Linked DNA regions of Mus musculus: region 1 is linked to region 2. The links are chromatin contacts, called in public HiChIP or PLAC-seq maps. All regions are on one chromosome and are shown on one strand. Each heading gives the region's core, a stretch centred on a gene start, on an enhancer-like site or on the middle of the called end of the contact. The rest is flanking DNA. Distances are from core to core; before and after follow the strand shown. Region 1 overlaps Mrvi1 (MRV integration site 1). Region 2 has its middle 16 kb from the start of Gm21123.

The links. HiChIP or PLAC-seq counts read pairs in DNA pulled down with a chosen protein or histone mark.
Region 1: a contact with region 2 is called in a FOXA1 HiChIP or PLAC-seq map of pancreatic cancer cells. The contact joins two enhancer-like sites. A contact is called at or near these places in 10 of 39 promoter capture datasets (3T3-L1-derived adipocytes, cranial neural crest, embryonic stem cells and 6 more), 3 of 115 datasets of contacts at active chromatin or transcription factors (bone marrow-derived macrophages, microglia and pancreatic cancer cells) and 1 of 9 other capture datasets (embryonic stem cells).

Annotation. Positions count from the first base shown.
Region 1 is chr7:110,892,083-110,896,352 of GRCm38.p6, reverse strand. Mrvi1 (MRV integration site 1) reads left to right here. Exons shown (of 21, transcript NM_194464.3): 15 at 418-559. Among named protein-coding and RNA genes, the nearest start is that of Gm16336, 11 kb to the left of the region's middle. Within about 2 kb of position 1,507, at least 49 of the 459 cell types and tissues checked have an H3K27ac peak or open chromatin away from gene starts, as enhancers often do. A contact at or near this core is called in pancreatic cancer cells, where this site is marked.
Region 2 is chr7:110,713,854-110,717,874 of GRCm38.p6, reverse strand. No RefSeq gene overlaps it. Among named protein-coding and RNA genes, the nearest start is that of Gm21123, 16 kb to the right of the region's middle. Within about 2 kb of position 2,199, at least 108 of the 459 cell types and tissues checked have an H3K27ac peak or open chromatin away from gene starts, as enhancers often do. A contact at or near this core is called in pancreatic cancer cells, where this site is marked.

The DNA.
Region 1 (4,270 bases), core at 258-2,757, 180 kb before region 2:
CCCACTTTCATTCTACAGGATTCCTGTCTGGAGGATAAATCTACATAGAAGACCTGTGAGGAACTGCCCCTGGCTCTGGCCTTGAAGTTCTCTGGTCTTGGGCCTTTGTCTATCCTGCCCATGTCTGTGTGCCTACGCTCCACAGCAGTGACTTCAAGCCATGCCCAGAAAGCCATCCCCATCTACTCTCTCCTAGAGTAAACCAATCCTTTCCTTCTCTAACCTTTTACAGCCTGTGGCAGTGTCTTTCTCCTCCCTGGACACGACAACCCTCAGCCCAGTGCCACAGGCAACAAACTCTCAGGACAGATCTGATTTCATCTGACGGTCCCTGCGGCCTTTCTGCTGAGCTCAGAGTAGAGTAACTGGTGCTTTTCTTCAGCTGTCGCCATGCACCTGTGCCCTTGTTCCCCGCAGGAAAAGCGCATGTCAAAGGCCACGGAAGTGATGATGCAGTATGTGGAGAATCTGAAGAGAACGTATGAGAAGGACCATGCTGAGCTCATGGAATTTAAGAAACTTGCAAATCAGAATTCCAGTCGCAGCTGTGGGCCCTCTGGTAAGAACCAGGCTCCCGTCCTCATTGTGAGGACAGGTCCCCCATGGCTTGGACCTCAGGGATCAGGACAGCTTGGTGGCTATATCTGGCTGGTTGAAACTCCTCCACCTCTGCCCAGAGCCACTCATGGGGCCATTACAGCAGCTGCTCTAGTGAGGATGGCGTCCTGGAATCTGAAACATAAAAGGTACCAAGGGTTTCCCAACTCCTGGTAATTAACCAAAGTGGCAGATGCCAAGCATACTCTGATTTCCATGCCCCTCGGATTTCCCCCTTTGGACATCACATGCTAGGACATTGAGCCTTATTCTAGAAAGCATGAAGGATCCAAGACATTCTGTCAGGGAAACATGACCATTGAAGTGGCTCACTGTAAGTGTAGCACAGCATTTATATAACTGGAGCAGATCGGCATCCCTAGTCCACGCTGGCCTCAAACTCATGAGACTGCTTATTCCGTTGTGTCTGGCAGAAGTGTTTAAGTATTCCAATCAAAGGATATTTAATTTTTTCCAGTCGCCCCAAAGAGCAGAACCAGAAAACATTCTATATGAAGCGGGAGTTCATATAAAAGTGCGAGGCTGACTTGCAGAAGCCCTTGGGTGTGCTCAGAGTCGCAGCATAGTATGGAATGGTGCCCACTTTCATTCTACAGGATTCCTGTCTGGAGGATAAATCTACATAGAAGTCCTGTGAGGAACTGCCCCTGGCTCTGGCCTTGAAGTTCTCTGGTCTTGGGCCTTTGTCTATCCTGCCCATGTCTATGTGCCTACGCCCCACATTAGTGACTTCAGGCCATGCCCAGAAAGTCATCCCCATCTACTCTCTCCTAGAGTAAACCAATCCTTGCCTTCAGCTGTCGCCATGCACCTGTGCCCTTGTTCCCCGCAGGAAAAGCGCATGTCAAAGGCCACGGAAGTGATGATGCAGTATGTGTATTTGTAAGAATATTGCAACAGTCCGGGGCAGGGTTGGAGTCTGGGCAGTGGGGCAGAAAAGGCCTAAACTAAGTGAGATATTCCCGTGACAAACAGCAGATGCGTGGCAAGACACACGCTTCAGTGATTCTTTTCTTAATGTTTTAGAAGTTCTAGACAAATTGGTGTAAGACAGAGAAGGGCCACCTGAGTTTGCTCAGGGAATCAAGGATGGATACCTCCTGGGAGGTCATCTCTGCAGGGTTTTAAAGTAAAAGGAGGAAGAGGAAGAGGAGGAGGGGGAGGAGGAGGAGGAGGAGGAGGAGGAGGAGGAGGCAGTATGTGTAAGATGTGGAGGAAGCACAGGTTGCAGCGCAAGGCTGACCACCGTCCAGGCCATAGTAGTAACCATGCCTTTGCCCTGTAGAACAGGGAGTCGGTCAGAAGCATGTCACAGGACACACCCATACTTTATGTTTGTACTACTCTGACTTCATCGAGCACAGTGTGTTTGCAGAGTATCAAAGCTGAAGTCAGGAAAGATAAGCTCAGAGGTTCTTGCTCAGTCCAGGAGGAAAATGATAGTACGTTGGACCAGAATCTCTCCCCAGATGCTGCTAGGGCTGTGAGTCTGGTCCAGGAGAGTGCTAGCTGGAGAAGCAAACAGCTTGTCACATTAGGAACTCCTGCGGAATGCAAACATCCGTGTTACCAAGAACAGGAGGAGGGAAAGTATAACAGACCGAAACCCTTTATAAACAGGAGGTTCCGCAAGCTTCCTGGGGATATCAGTGAGACTTGCCAGAGTCCAAAGGCCATGTACATGTGCTCAGGGCTGTCTGCTTTGGATCTTGGCAGCCAGGTTCCCCAGCCACAAGCATCTGGACCCCTAACAAACTGCTCTCGATACAAATGGAAAGTGGATTCCAAGAAAACCCTAGCATGTAGGTTCGGGTAATTATTTCTGTACAAGGCTCATATCTCCTGTAAACTAATGTACCAGAATTTTGCGGATGAAGTGATTGTCATTATAGAGGAATCTTGTAGAGGAATCCTAGCACCTGGGAGGCAAAAACAGGCTTACTGCAAGTTTGAGGCCAGCCTGGGCTATAGAACAAGAGCCTGTCTCTCGCTATGCTCTATGGGATCATCGGTTACCCAGGGGTCTCATTCATCCATTCTAAGATGCTTTTTGAGCACTTTTGGTATGCCCTGAATGGCATAGCCCCAGTCCTAGTGCTACAAGAAAAGGAAGCAGACAAGCACCAGTTACTCTACTCTGAGCTCAGCAGAAAGGCCGCAGGGACCATCAGATGAAATCAGATCTGTCCTGAGAGTTTGTTGCCTGTGGCACTGGGCTGAGGGTTGTCGTGTCCAGGGAGGAGAAAGACACTGCCACAGGCTGTAAAAGGTTAGAGAAGGAAAGGATTGGTTTACTCTAGGAGAGAGTAGATGGGGATGGCTTTCTGGGCATGGCCTGAAGTCACTGATGTGGAGTGTAGGCACACAGACATGGGCAGGATAGACAAAGGACATAGGTAGGTCCCGAAGCTTGCTGGCTAGCTAGTCTTGAGAATGGTGAACTCCAGGTTCAGTGAGGGGTCCTGCCTCAGAAAATACAATGGAGAGCAATAAAGGGAGACACTCTGGCTTCTATATGCACATTCTCCTCACATACCACACATAGCCACACAAGCATGTTCATACAGCACACCCACCCACCGGAAATACAATAAGCAGACTCCTGGGTGAGATGGGCTCTGTAGAGTCCCATGACCCAGTCTGGGGGCTGGGAAAGTGCTAGCCAGAGCAAAGGGCTTCAAGAGCCAAATCCTCCAGAGAATAAGGGCTGGGGATATCTAGTCCCACTTTGGTTTTTCCAAGCTCTTCCTCCACTGTGGCTGCTGCAGAGAGGCGAGCATTGGTGAATCTAGACATAGAGCAGGTGTGCTGTGCTATGACCATTCTCAAACAACATCTTTTTTTTTTTTCATGTGCGTCAGTGTCAAATCCCCCGAATCTGGAATTACAGACAGCTGTGAGCCGCCATGTGGGTGCTGGGGATTGAACCCAGGTTCTCTGGAAGATCAGCCAGTTTTCTTAACCACTAATCTATCTCTCCAGTCCCGGACAGCATATTTTTTAAAAAGCCTTTACATGACTTCTGGCAGTCTGTCTGTCTATGACTGAGACTTATAGTGAAATAAAATATCCCTGATTAAAAGATAAGTTGCTCATAAAGACCACATTTTTGGAACATGCAACATGCTGATCATCTGCATTTTGGATTATTTCCCTTGAACAAACTTCTAGAAATATGAATACTAGCTGACAGAGGGGAGACTCTTTGTAGAGGTAAAGGGGACCAGTGGGCAAGGGACAGGAGGGCTGTGAGGAGGGCAGACATAAGCCTAGTAGAATGACATAATGTGTGAAAAGGTTATAATAAAATGTATTATTTTGTTTACTAACTAAAAAGCTAATGAAATTAAAACATTACTAGATTAGGAAAGTAAATATTTATAAATAAACTATTTTCAAGTAGTTCATTGACATGGTCATTTAGTGGGTTATGCTAATGGTTGAGATTTGTAGTACACTGATGGCCAAACTTGTTCTCTCTTCTGAAATATATTTATAATTTTATAGACATAAATTGTTTTATCTCATAAATTGTTTGATTCAAAGTTTGATGCCCTTCTGTGCATTTGTTAAACATTTATCCTTTTATTTTGTAAATTCTCTGATTATCCCAGCTACAAGGTTGGAAATGTATTTGAACTCTTCACATATA
Region 2 (4,021 bases), core at 950-3,449:
TATGTCAACTCCCTGGAACACATCTCTCCTTGTGAAAATCCCTAGGAGATGTATATAGAAGCATTCTACCTCACCCAGAGATCTATCTGTGTGTGTGTGTGTGTGCATGTGTGTCTGTCTGTCTGTCTGTGTCTGTGTCTGTGTCTTTGTCTGTGTCTGTGTCTGTGTCTCTGTGTGTGTCTGTTTCTGTCTCTGACTCTCTTTTCCTCTCTTTCTCTCTCTGGGTGTCTGTCTGTCTGTCTGTCTCTCTCTCTCTCTCTCTCACTCTCTCACACACCACACACACACACACACACACACACACACACACACACACAGGTTCTACCCCTCTGGATAACCTGAGTAATAATAATACACTCTTTTCTTCTACTTCATCCATAAACAAGGGTGCAACCTTAGCGTCCCTCAGTGGCATGGAGGACTTCGAGGACATCAAGGGCCCTGGGTACCAGGCTGAGCATCTGCTCCTTGCAACCCTTCCAGGAAGAGCCTGACTCATATCCAGTGCTGAGTCTCTTGCAGCCATCGGAGAATGCTACTAGAAAATGGATTTAATTAAAAAAAAAAAACAAAGTTGACACTAAGGTCAAGCATCCACATCAAAGATTACATATCAGAACGAGACAGTCACCAAGACCTCGATTTCCATTGCACAGTGACTCACTTGCTTATTCAACAAATCTTTACCGAATGTGTGTATAGGCCAAGTTTTCTTCTAGGTGCTGAGAATGCAGCAACAAAGGAGACAACCACACTCAAGCAGGAGAGACAGGGAACGTGCAGACTGAGATCTAATACCTTCTGTGTTGAGAAAAGGCTCTGGAAAGAAACTGAGCCCAGGAGGAGAGTGGACCAAGAGAGGCAGGTGAAGAAGGTCTAGCTGCTGTAAGATGTACAGAGGCTACAGTTCAAGTGACATTTGAAAGGAGGTCAGAGGTAGGCCAGGAAGCTCTAAGAGGAAAGCAGCTTCAGAGAGCAGCCAGCGACGGTAGAGCTCCCAAGGAGGCAACGGGGTGAGCGGCTTGAGCCAGCAGAGCCAGGACGGATCTAGGAGGGAGAGCAGAGAAGCAGCAGAGGCAGGCCAAGCATGGACTGAAGAACAGACAGTCACTAAATGTAGGTCCAAGAGAGGTGTCCTAACTGTAAAACTCCCAAGAGGAGGCAGTTCAGAGTGTGAGGACCTGGGTTTGAGATCCATCAACAAGAGACAGCTCACAAGAAAGAGAAGAAAGGGAAGGGGTAGGGTTCCCTAGATAGTGATTCAGGGCCCACCATTCCTGAGCTGCAATATACCCAGAGAAACCCATGGATAAACTTCCTGCCTCTTTTGTTTTGTCTCATCCCTAGAGGTAGGACTGGCTTTAACCCCAAGGTGAAGTAGTTGAGGATGGGAGGAAGGCCAATGAGGGAGAAGGCCACCAAGATCCATCTCTGCAAGTTGATGCTGGTATTACTTTTGGCTTTATTTGTTTGTTTGATTGATTGGTTGATTGGTTGGTACTTTTTTGGTTTTTAAGACAGTTTCACTTTGTAGCCCAGGCTACCCTTGAACTTATTATATAGCCCAGGCTTGCACCCAAACTCTTAGTGACCCTCCTGTCTCCACATCTTACCATCTTTCTATCCCTCCAACAACATTCTATAGTTATTGCCAACACTTGTCCCTTATCCACCACTGATTCCATATGGTGGGGAGAAGAGAGAGAGAGACCCTGTTCAAGTGTCAGGATCACCCACAATCGGAAGGTGGAGCCTTCCTCCCTGAAAAAGTTGCTTGGCGATCCCTGTTTAGTAAACAAAGACAAGTAACTAGTCATAAAGGGCTCTGCCCCATCCCAGTGTGTCCTCTAAAGCCCAGGATAGGGGCAGCAAGAACCCAGGTCCCTTGTGCTAAGCCCCGAAGCAAATTCAAAGCCCTCAGCAAGAAATTGTTCCTGAGCTGGAAGCCAGAGCGGCACGCTGTGTTCTCCTACCCCTCAAAGAGACGTGCCGCTTCCTTTTCCAATGTCCCCTTTCTGTCTGGAACATGGGGAGGACTATGAGTGCCACACACACACACACACACACACAACTAGAGCTGGTGACTCAGAGGCCACCTGCATCTATTTTCTAGCTCTGCCTGTGGCACATCCTCTGTTCCTGCTTCCAAGCCGCCAGTGAGCAGTGCCCTCTGCCTGGGCTACATCTGAACACTGAAGCATTCTTTCAGGATTTGTCACTTTCTGAGAGGGCTTACATAAAGAGGAACTGTTTCCAGGACTGAGCAAGGACTCACCAATGGAATTTAGAACAATCCTCGGAAAAGCTAGTCCCCTAGAGAAGGGAAAATTCCCTGCCCTAGCAGACTCATCACTTGCGAGCAGCCCTGAGCCTGCAGGGACCCTCCAAGGAGAAGAACAGTAGAGAACCCAACCCCTGAGCCCTGTGCTCTGGAAGTTTTACAGAGCCTGGATGCTAGGGCTGTTTATGGGGATGGAATGAGAAAGCTCTCACTACCCTGCCTCTTCTCGATAAGCACACATCCCAGCCTGCAGCTCTTTGATACCAACTTCATGTTCCCCCACACTGCTCCCATCTGCTGGAGATGCTCAGATGCTTCTCAAATCTCTCAAAGACAGCAGCCAAAGCTGATCTCTGAACACTTGGCTCCACTCTGCAAAGATACCCTGTTTGCTATCTCTATCTAATGACCTCAGGTTTGGGCAACCTGGGAGTCGGGCATGAAGGCCCCTTGCCCTGGACTGCCAGCTCTACGCTCAGAAGTGTCTCCCGTGAGATGAGATCAAGCCACCATCACTTCCCCATAGACTTTGGAGTAAGGACCTTTAGTGGAAGCTTCCTGACCGGTACTCACCTTCCCTTAGATTTTGCCTCAGCTGTGTCTCCTGCATTCAACCTTCACCACACTTCATTCGACTCTCTGCCGTGCTATTCTTCAACCGGTCTTTCTATAACATATTTTCTTTACTCCCTCGGAGCCTTAGATTCTTTAAAGAGAGAGTTTCACTATGTAGCTCAGGTTGGTCACAAATACAATGCAGGCAAGGATGACTTTGAACTCCTGAGCCCCTAGCTTCAACCATCTAAGCACTGGGATTTTAGGTGTGGCCTTAACATTTTTTTCCCTTCTTTGTGATTGTGTGTATGTTGTTGATTCTCTAGTACAGTTTTCAGATCTCAGGGTCTCCTCCCAGAGAGCTTATGCTGACACCCTCTTGCTCCCTTTTGGTCTTCCCTTTATTTCCTACATAGCATTTAGCCAACACAAGGCATATTTTAACAATAATTATATGCTTGCCTGTTTCTTGTCAGTCTTCCCTGCTATTGCTTCTCATGAGCATAGATTGGAAATAGGCACTTCAGAGAGCCCTGGGAATCAGAACCCTGGAGTTCAGGGGAGAGAACAATATTCCTTGAGGGAAGAGAGCATTTCTCACACCATGTTCCTACTGTCTATCTCAGATCCTGGCAGAGAATTTTCCTGGATGGATGGATGGATAGATGGATGGATGGATGGATGGATGGATGGATGGACAGAGGGTATATGGATGGACAAATGGATGGATGGACTGATGGGTGGATGGACTGATGGGTGGATGGATGGATGGATGGATGGATGGATGGATGCTGGCTGCCTAGATGGATAGATGGATAGATGATGATGTATAGGTAATGCATGGATGATGGGTGAATTGATAAATGATGGTTGGATGGGATAACTTTAGTTTTGAGCAAAAAGTAATGGAAACCATGCCTAAGAAATGGGGAGTCGTGAGAATAGACTCTGTACCTACAGGAACCTTGGAGACCCATTTTAGAAATGTGGACAATGTCATTTCAGCCCCTGGATGAGAAAACTCACCCATGAGTGCACTCAGGAAATACCTTCCTGAATGATGAGATGGAAAATGAAAACCAAATGGCTGAGGAATGTGGCCTACTTCCCTCACTCTTCACTGAGGGCAGAGCTGCTTGGGCTCGGCTGGATCATGGACTGATGAGCTGATGAAGGAAGGATGAC